2 separate regions of the Sus scrofa genome follow, and region 2 is linked to region 1. Evidence: chromatin contacts called from public Hi-C data. All regions are on one chromosome and are shown on one strand. The core of a region is the stretch at or near the end of the contact, and the rest is flanking DNA. Distances in the headings are between cores, read along the strand shown.

Region 1 (5,136 bases), core at 2,035-4,534:
GACCCCTATCCTGGGAACTTCCATATGCCACTGGTGTGGTCTAAAAACACCAAAAAAGATCTCTCTGGATGTGTACCCAAGAGTGGAATTGCTGGAATATATGATAGTTCTATTTTCAGTTTTTTGAGGAACCTCCATACTGTTTTCCATAGTGGCTACACCCTACATCCAAAGAAAACAAAACACTACTTTGAAGAGATACATGTACCCCATGTTCAGAGCAGTGTTATTTACAATAGTGAAGATATGGAAGCAACCTAAGCATCCATCAACAGATGAATGGATAAAGAAGATATGAAACATGCATACACACAGACTGGAATATTACTCAGCCATAAAAAAGAATGACATTCTGTCATTTGCACCAACATGGGTGGACCTGGAGGGTATTATGCTTAGTGAAATAAGTTAGAGAAATAAAAATACTGTATGTTATCACATATATGTGGTATCTAGAAAATAAAACAAATGGCTGTATATAACACAACAGAAACAGAATCACAGATATAGAGGTCAAACCAGTGGTTACCAGTGGGGAGAGGGAAGTGGGGAGAGATAAGGTAGGGGTAGGGCATTAAGAGAAACTGCTATGTATAGAAAAACAAGCTACAAGGACATAATGTAAGCACAGGGAATGTAGCCAATATTTTAAAGTAACTTTAAAAATAAAATATTTTTACTTTAATACTTTACATTAAAGTATTCCTTTAATACTTTATATTAGGAGTATAATCTATAAAAATATTGAATCACTATGTTATACACTTGAAACTGATACAATATGATAAATCAGCTATACTTGAATAAAAAGTTAAAAAATAAAAAGATTCTTCTGGTGGCTGCAGATCTGAGACTATCAAGGTTATTGAGCTCTAGAAGATCCATAACTGTGGCTTGGGCCAGAGTGGTGGGACTGGACATGGAGAGGAACAGGCAGATTTGAGAGACGATGTCCTCCTGGCCGATCATCAGGGCTCATTGATGTTTCAACATCTGAGGAAAAAGTCGGATTGGAAACTTGGCTGGGGAGGTGAGTCGAGGAATTTCATGAATCATGGCTGCATGATGCACAGCAGTTGGGTCTCTTTCCTTTCTCACTTGGAGCAGCCCCAGAGCCTTGATCCTCCTCCGTCATAACAAGAAGACAAGCTTCTTTTGTCTATATCCCTTAAAGCATTTTACAAAGATGCTTCAGCATGGGCGGGGTGGGATGGACAGCATGGCCTGCCACTAAGTGACTTGAAAAGAGACTGATTTTATTGTAATCATAAACTTGGAGGCAACCCAGGTGGATACACAGTTATTGGTTGTTTCACCCAAAGTAAATAGGACTCAAAGACAAGACCGGTTTGAGAAAATGGTCACAGTTCATCTTATTGTCATTATGTTTAAGGAGGACAGCGCCTCAGCCCTGAAATACTTTCACCTTTGACCTGCTTATAATGGAAATGTTTGCTTATCCATTCAGATTTTAACATGATTGTTCTTTTCTTTCTTCTTCTTCTTCTTCTTTTTTTTTTTTAAGGGCCACACCTGCAGCATATGGAAGTTCCCAGGCTAGGGGTTGAATTGGAGCTGCAGCAGCCAGCCTGCACCACAGCCCAGCAACTGTGGATCTCAGCTACTTCTGGGACCTACACCACAGCTCACAGAAATGCCAGATCATTAACCCACTGAGTGAGGCCAGGGATGGAACCCGAATCCTCGTGGCTACTGTGTGGGGTTCTTAACCCATTGAGCCACAATGGGAACTCCTAACGTAATTTTTCTAATCAGTCAATTAGAAGGCATTTATTATATGCTTTCTTTTTTTAAAATTTTTTATTCTTCGTCTTTTGTCTTAGGGCCACACCCACGGCATGTGGAGGTTCCCAGGCTAATTGGAGCTGTAGCTGCCGCCTAAGCCAGAGCCACAGCAATGCCAGATCTGAGCCTTGTCTGCAACCTACATCACAGCTCAGGGCAACACCGGATCCTTAACCCACTGAGTGAGGCCAAGGGTTGAACCTGAAACCTCATGGTTCCTAGTCAGATTCTTTTCCGCTGCACCACGATGGGAACTGCTATTATGTGCTTTCTTGAACAATATGGAAACTAGTAGTTATTGAGCATTTACTATCTGCCTGGAACTCAAGTATCACCTCTTTCTAAAGCCTCTCTGATATTTCCTTATTTCCCAAATTCTGAACCTGAAAGGTCTTTAGCCCTCTTCTGACCACCAGCAGCGCCCTGCCCTGCCCCAAACTCTGGGCTCATGGAAAGCAAGGACTGAGTCTCCGTTGTCTCTGCTTGGCCCTCAGAAGATGCTTTATCAAAGTTCATTCCTTCATTCTCATTTCTGTCTGGAGAACTTTTCCTGCTTGGCCCCCGGCCTCATTTTTAGGGTCTGAACAATTAGACTTGCCAAAGCATCTCACGGGTTTACCTGCCTCTTTGGCTCTAGGAGGAAAAGGGGCTTCGGGGAGCAGCCAGCGCCAGCTAGCCTGGCCTGCCCAGTGTCTTCTCACCCTTGACCCTGGCCACTCTTCAGTAAGTGACAAATATTCACAAGAAGCGCTCACAGAGGAACAAGATTTTATAATTAACGCAGTATTTAAAAACCGGTGAGTTTATTTGATTTTCATAGTAGCCACAGTGGGTAGACCAGGGGAACACGGCTCAGAGAGGTTTCCATACTTCCCAAAGCCACACAGAAAGGTACAGAGCTTTTACTAGGACTTAGGGCTTTACTCCCTGCCTGGGGTTCACAACAGGGCCTAAAATTTTTGTTTGCTTGTTTGTTTTTTAATAGACTGTACTTTTTAGATATGTTTTAGGTTCATAGCAAAATTGGGAAGTACAAAGAGTCCCTACAGGGCCTTATATTTTTACAAAACCTAAAAAGTTCCTTCAGGAGTTCCCATTGTGGTACAGGGGAAATGAACAGACTAGTTAGTATCCATAAGGATGTGGGTTAAGGATCCATTGTTGCCATGAGTTGTGGTGTGAGTTGCAGATGTGGCTTGGATCCTGTGTTGCTGTGGCTGTGGTGTAGGTTGGCAGCATTAGCTCCAATTTGACCCCTAGCCTGGGAACTTCCATATACTGCAGATGCAGCCCTAAAAAGACAAAAAAAAAAAAAAAAAAGTCCTTTGCATCTATGATTTCACTTGTTAGAGACACAGAGAGACTATCAGCCTAGAGAGGGAAGGGATTTGGCTGTGGCCACATAGCAAGGTAGTGACATCTGACTGGGGTGAGGGGCCAAGCATCTTTCCAAGGGCTCAGAGGGGCTGGCGTCATTCAGAAAAGCAGCTGGGTGGTGAGTGGAAGGGGGTGGGCACTGGGCCTGCTTTTCCTCAGTGTGTCACCAGCCCCTCTCACTTAGGTCCTGGCACAAGAGAGACATCCAGATCTGGTTCTCTGAGCTCTTCCATCCTGAAGGAAAATTCTAGTGGCTCCATTCAGGGCAGAAAACCAATACACACAAGAGTAGCTTTTTAAGAAAGATTCAATTGATAGGTTGAAATCGCCGCAGGGCCACAAGACAATTAGCGGGTACTGGGCTCCAAGCTCTGAGCAGATGCCATCCTGGTTGGGAGCCAGGCTCTGGGAATAGAAACGCTGGCCCTTCTGTACCCATCCTGGCAGGGCCTCACTAGGCAGCTGGTATCCAGCCAGCCACTCCCCTCCGCTGCCAGCACTGCACAGGCCCCAGGAGAATGGAAACGCAATTTGCCGAAATTCACAGCTCATCTTTTGAGAGTAGATAGAGGCGGCCTTCTCGGGTGGGAAATAGTACATTATCAATCTGCCCCTTGAGGGCAGGCCCTGCTCGCTTTTACTAACCAGCTTATCCTGTTCAAGAAAAAAAATGATCCAGTGACCTCTTTTCAAGAACGAGAAAGCAGACTTTATTCAGAGAGACCAACATGGTAGGTGGAAGTCCCATTGCAGTGGGGCAGGAAAATTGAGTTCAACTCCAAATACAGCAAGAGCACAAGGGGGTTTACAGCCAGGGAGCAGGGTGGGATCTACGGATGGAAAATTACTAAGAGGAAACATTGGGCAAAAGGGGGGTTGAGCTGCCTCAATGGAATTCTTGCTGAAGGAGACCAGGGTGATCAGATATCAGCAGGGGTGGGGTGGGGGGGCGGTGGAGGGTGAGTCTAATTCTGATCACCGGCTCCAGTGTGTGGCACTCCCACCACCAAGCAATTCTCCCACCAGCTGGGTGTCCTACGGTTGGACTCCGTTCTGACACCATCTACCTCGAGATGGCATCAGGTTCCCAGGCGAAGGGCTCAGTCCCACAAGACTGCCTTGACTCAGGTGCCAAACACAAGTCCAGGGCATCACCCGTGCTTCCGACTGACTGGCAATCAATCAGAGGTTCCCACTCCCTTCCTTTGCTAGAGTAGCTCCCAGAACTCAGAGAAAGATCTTATTTAGTACATTCTGGTTTACTGTAAAAGGGTGTGTCTCAGTGACAGCCAGGTGGAAGAGAAGCACAGGACAAGGCCCAGGGAAAGATAGCAGAGCTTCCATGCCCTCTCCAGGCACCACCCTCCCAGCACCTCCACGTGCTTTAGAAGCTCTTGGAATCCTGTCCTTTTGGGTCTTTATGGAGGCTTCACTACAGAGGCAAGATTGATTAAATCTTTGGCTATTGGTGATTGATTCAACCTCTAGCCCCTCTTCCCTCCCCTGGATGCTCCAATGCCTTCAATCCCAGAGTCGGTTCCCCTGGCAATCAGCCTCCATCCTTAGGTGACTCCAAAAGTCACCTCATTAACATCAACTCAAATGCAGTTGAAAGCGGTTTGTTATGAGCATTCAGACACCTCTTATCACTTAGGACATTTCAAGGATTTGGGGTGCCCTGTGTCAGAAATGGGGAGCAAGAGCAAATGCATATTTCCTGTTGTAAATCACAATATCACAGTGAGGACCCTGACTAGACGTCAGGAATGATAAGATATGGAAGAGGAGGGATTCTGGCTAAACTGACCCAGTAGGATTCTTGCCAAAATTGGACAATGCGGAGACAAGCAAAGAAGTCAAGAAGGGAATCTTTGTCAATCCTCAGGGCTAAAACCAGCCCCGAACATATAACCCGTGTTTTAAAATGTTTGTTTATTGACTGCACACATGCTG
Region 2 (4,867 bases), core at 2,327-4,826, 200 kb after region 1:
CCTACACTGAGTGAAAAAAGCAAAGGGGCAGGAGTTCCCATTGTAGCTCAGCAGTTTCCAAACCCAACTAGTATCCATGAGGGTACAGGTTCGATCCCTGGCCTTGCTCAGTGGATTAGAGATTCAGCATTGCCGTGAGCTGTGGTGTAGGTTGCAGGTGCGGCTCAGATCTGGTGTTGCTGTGGCTGTGGTGTAGGCCGGCACCTACAGCTCCCATTTGACCCTAGTCTGGGAACTTCCATATGCCATGGGTGCAGCTCTAAAAAGCAAAAACAAACAGCAGAAAGACACATAAAGCAAAAACAAACGAACAAAAAGGGGTAGAAAGCTATATAAAATCAATAAAATTTCTTTATATTACTATATATTTTTTTTAAATACAGAAGATAAGACTTTACATTGCTCATGGGCACACATATATGTTATTAACATTTTTAAGGTGGACAAGAAGGAACATCAAATTTATGACAATAATTTCCTAGGGAAAGGTAAGGAAGGAAATAGGATTGGATAATGATAAAATTGAGATTCAAATTTCAGGGATTTTTCTTTTTAAAGCTCCCTGTGGGAGTAGCCTGCAGCTGAGTCTTCAAATTTCACAGTGCTTAGCACCTTTCCCCTCTCTGATCTGCTTCTCCCACTCTTCCCTGTTTCTCCCAGGAGAACTTCCCTAATAAACCTTGTGCACGTGGGTCCTCATCCAGGGTCTGCTTCTAGGGAGCCCGTCCTAGGACAATGACCAATGGCATCAAGTCTCTCCCCCACTCTCCAGCCCGGCCCTCTTTGGTAGGCCGAAAAGTGGGCCCCCAAAGATCCTGATCTCCAGGGCCCGTGAATGTTACCTCATAGTGGGGGGAAAAAAAGAGTCTTTGCAAACATGACTAAATGAAAAGTCTTGAGAAGGGGAAACTATCCTGAATTACCTGGACAGGCCCTAAATGGATTGCATCTCCTTATTAGAGAGGTGGAAGGAGTTTTGATGCTGTACATAGAAGAGAAGGCCAGGTAAAGACAGATCAGGGAGAGAGACTTGAAGATGCCAGCCTTAAAGACTGGAGTGAGGGACCCACAAACCAGGGAATGCTGGCAACCACCGGAAGCTGGAAGAGGCAAGGAATGGATTCTCCCCTAGCGCCTCTGGAGGCAGCATGGCCCTGCTGGTACCTTGATTTTGGACTTCTATACTCCAGAGCTGTGACAGGATAAGTTTCCGTTGTTCTAAGCCACCCAGTTTATGGTAGTATGTTACAGTGGCCACAGGAAATGAATATGCGCTCCTCCTAATATAAACTCTACTTCCATCATACACACCATGGGCCAGGTCCTGTGCTAAACTTCTCACCCTGATTATCTGATTTAAGCCTCACAATAACTCTCTGGGGTAGTTAATTTACAGAAGAGAAAACTGAGGAATGGAGAGGTGAACTGACTTGCCCAGGGTGCCACAGAGCCAGGATTCAGACGCAAACACAGGCCAACTCCTGAGTCATTTTTCAAGTTCAGGTGGAAGGAAAAGATGGTATGTCCACCTCCTGCTGTGTGTCTGGGCCACAGGAAAAAGTGTCAGCAGTCTGGAACCAGACATCTCTCCACCCACCAGCCCCCCACCAAGGAAAGACTGTCCAGGACTGGCTGGTAAGCAAACCTTTCTGCCAGCGCTGAGCAGGGCAGATAGATGAGCAGCTGAGCAGATGGAGGGAGACAGGTGATAACTGTGCTGAGGACCTGCTCTGGAAAATGTCAATTCCCATCCCACCCCAGTATTTCAAAGGTGCCAGGTGCTGGAATCTTCTCACAAGAGTGGCTCATTTCAAAAAAAAGAAAAGAATGAAAAGAAATGGCCCAAACTATGCCTCATCTGAGAGCTGCATTCAATAAAGGGAAATTAAATTCCTAAGGAAGCAGGTGCTCTTTGGCCGGAAGGATGCCAAGAGGGTCCTGGAACCCTTGTCAGCCCTCAGGACCCAATTAGCCTCCCCTTGGAGTGCCAGGGTCTTTGGTGAACTCTCTTCTGGCTGGGAAAGAGGGTGCTGTGCTTTGATCCTGTCTGCCTGCCTGCCAGGGCCCCTCACTGGGAAATGTCCCATCTTCCACCACTCACGCCTCTGCCTCAGCTCACAGCCGTGATCTAGGGCCACGCTGCCACAGGAGGCCCTCCTAATCCTCACCCAGCCTTGACCTTGGTCTCCAGATATACCCCTCTTCCCCATATTCTTTGGGCAGAACATCACCAGAGAAAAATTGGACACAGCCTCTACCTTAAAGAACTTGAGGTTAGTGAGAAAGAGAAGCTTACACACAGAAACCTTTAACACAGGCCAGAATGTGGTCAGGGCTCTAATGCAGCTAGAGCTACCCTTTGTCATTGGCGTGTTTTCTCTGTATCGGTCACTGGCCTAATCCCATTGCCTACATGGCCACACCAAGTCTTTATGGGCCCTTTACCCCCATGGGGACTGTTGCCCCTGTGGAAGCAGCTGGAGGCTGGGAGGCTCAGGCCTTCACCTGAGAGGTCGGGCTCAAACACTCAAGGGATCTGGAATTCACTGGGAGCCCCCTATTCTCCTGCTTCCTTAGGGTAGACGCAGAGCCCCTTTCCCTCCTGCCTTCTCTCCTCCTTTGCTCCCCACGCCACACCACAGGGGCTTGCTTCATCCTGCAGCTGTCCCACAGCCCTGCTCAGCAAGTCCCAGTTGTCCTGAATGTTTACTTTCCTCTGAGCTACACAGATCTCTGTCTTGCTAGTCTTGACTGCTTTTCAAAGCCTAAATACGATGTGAAATTGTCAGTCCTTTAAGAAGCAGGATGATGGGGAAGGGGGATTGGAGGAAGGAAGCTGGACATGGGATGGAGAGGACCAAGCTTGTCTCTTAGTGAAGAGATTAAAGGACTGAAGGGGGCTTTCTGGGGAAACTGGGGCTCAGGATGGTCCAATAACTTGCCCAAAGCCACAAACCTTGTTAGAAGTGGAGCTGGGACCTCATCAGAAAGTGAGTGAGGATGAGAAGAGGGTTGTGGGCATACCAACCAGGCTGCACAGAGCCTGCCCCGGGGTGTTCACAGTCAGTGTTCAATGCCCCATCCCTGCTTCACAGGACTCCAGGGAGAGCCTAGAATCACAGTCCGAGGGAAGACAGACAGGAACTGTAAAGGCTGGACAGGCAGGGCTGGAGCTGCCCCAGGACCCACTGGCCCCTTGACCTCCTGCGGTACATTTCAGCATTATGAACACAGTAGGGCAGGATCCCCCCAGGCAGGGTACCAGACCCTGAGAAGGACACAGATAGATCAGTCATGCCCCTGACCTCCAGAAGTCCACAGCCTCCTGAGGGAGACAGACTGCTGCTCTGAAGGCCACACCAACCAGAACCCCTGCAGTAAGACATCAGGGTCAATTACCAAGTCACTGTGTCTGTGCTGGGCTGGAGCTGGGATTCCATACTCACCCTTGGCTTTGCAGGCTGGCGCTGTTAGCTCTGCTGATAGGGGGCGCAAGAGGGAGTCTACAGGCTGGAGGCGGGAGAGCCTGCTCGCTCTTTCCTGTTTGTTCCCCGTCTGCTTCCTGTGGGCTTCCTGTCTCTGTGAGCACCATCCCAGCACAATTTTTCCCTTGGCCCAAGACCGGGCCAAACTGGAGCAGCAGCTGACTCCAGTTTGCAGCTTTTCCAGCTCCTGTAGAACCTGTTTCACCCCACCCTGCCCCCCAAGGACACTGTCCACAGCCAGCTGGCGCCCCTGCTGGGAGTCTGGGCCCAGGCACAGGCCCCTCCCTCCTCCCAAGACTGAGTTCCAGCTCTGCAGGGCTCCTCCCTGTGCTTCTAAATGTTCCCTTTGCTCCCTCAGCCAGGGGAAAGTGGCTGCTTCCTAAAGTTTGTACCTCTGTCCCACCTTAGAGGTCTCCTTTTACCCTTGGGTTATCTAGTTAATAACTGGTTCTTTCTATTACATTTTCTCTATTCTGGTTACTGGACACTGACTGTTACCATATCTTTAATGGCTTCCTATTGCTTTGATCTCTCACAGTATCTGATCCCCCCCATCTGATAACATTGCCCCCTCATTTACTAACCGCTCTTCCCACCTGACCTGTTTCTATAGAATTCTATTTGACTGCCAATGGCAGTACCCTGTTGCCCTAACCTGGCCTGGATATGGTGTTGGTCCCAGATATGGGCATGTGGCCTAAGACAGCTGATGAGAACCTTCCCCTGGGACTTGTAGACAGCAAGGTCTCTCTCCTCTAGGGCCACTAACTGAAGTAGATTCAATTGGCTTGTCTGCAGCCTTGCCTCTCCTCTTTCCCCCACCCTCCACCCCATGCCAAATATTTCTATTTGTGGTAGAAAAAAAAAAAAAATGAAGACAACTCACAAAGAGAGAAAAGTGATTGAGTGTTGGTGAGAGACCTGACCACATCGCTGAGTCCTCAATCCAGAGGTGCCCCTTGTCCACTCCACTCATCTTGCCCAGTTTCCTGAGCCCACGGTTTTCCTTTGTGTGTAAGCGAGTGTGAGCTGGGTTTCTGTCACGTTTACCTGCAAGAGCCCTGACTAATATGGCTGAGGCGAAACTCCTCAGAACTGAGTTGTCTGGCATCAAGGTGAGTCAGGACCTCATGTAGTCAAATTCCCTACCAGGTCCGGCAACCCCCCTGCAACGTCTCCACCCCACCACAGACATGGGAAGACAGCTCACAGGTTCCTCTGGACAGACGCAAAGAAGCTCTAGAGAGAAAAACTAACCAGAGCATAAAAGGAGCTGATGGAGCTCCTGTTTATGAAAGTGCCTAGTTGTTCAATCGACCGTAGCTGAGCGGGACCAAGTTGAAGAAGCAAAATCTAAGAGGAAACCAAGTAGCAGAAGAATC

The links. A called contact is a pair of places that touch in the nucleus more often than the background predicts.
Region 2: a Hi-C map of heart right ventricle shows a contact between it and region 1, with 3 times the contacts expected there. The contact joins two enhancer-like sites. A contact is called at or near these places in 1 of 47 Hi-C or Micro-C datasets (heart right ventricle) and 2 of 2 datasets of contacts at active chromatin or transcription factors (alveolar macrophages and skeletal muscle).

Annotation. Positions count from the first base shown.
Region 1 is chr13:131,708,152-131,713,287 of Sscrofa11.1, forward strand. No RefSeq gene overlaps it. Among named protein-coding and RNA genes, the nearest start is that of FAM43A, 48 kb to the left of the region's middle. Within about 2 kb of position 3,285, at least 10 of the 83 cell types and tissues checked have an H3K27ac peak or open chromatin away from gene starts, as enhancers often do. A contact at or near this core is called in skeletal muscle, where this site is marked.
Region 2 is chr13:131,907,250-131,912,116 of Sscrofa11.1, forward strand. No RefSeq gene overlaps it. Among named protein-coding and RNA genes, the nearest start is that of FAM43A, 250 kb to the left of the region's middle. Within about 2 kb of position 3,577, at least 16 of the 83 cell types and tissues checked have an H3K27ac peak or open chromatin away from gene starts, as enhancers often do. A contact at or near this core is called in skeletal muscle, where this site is marked.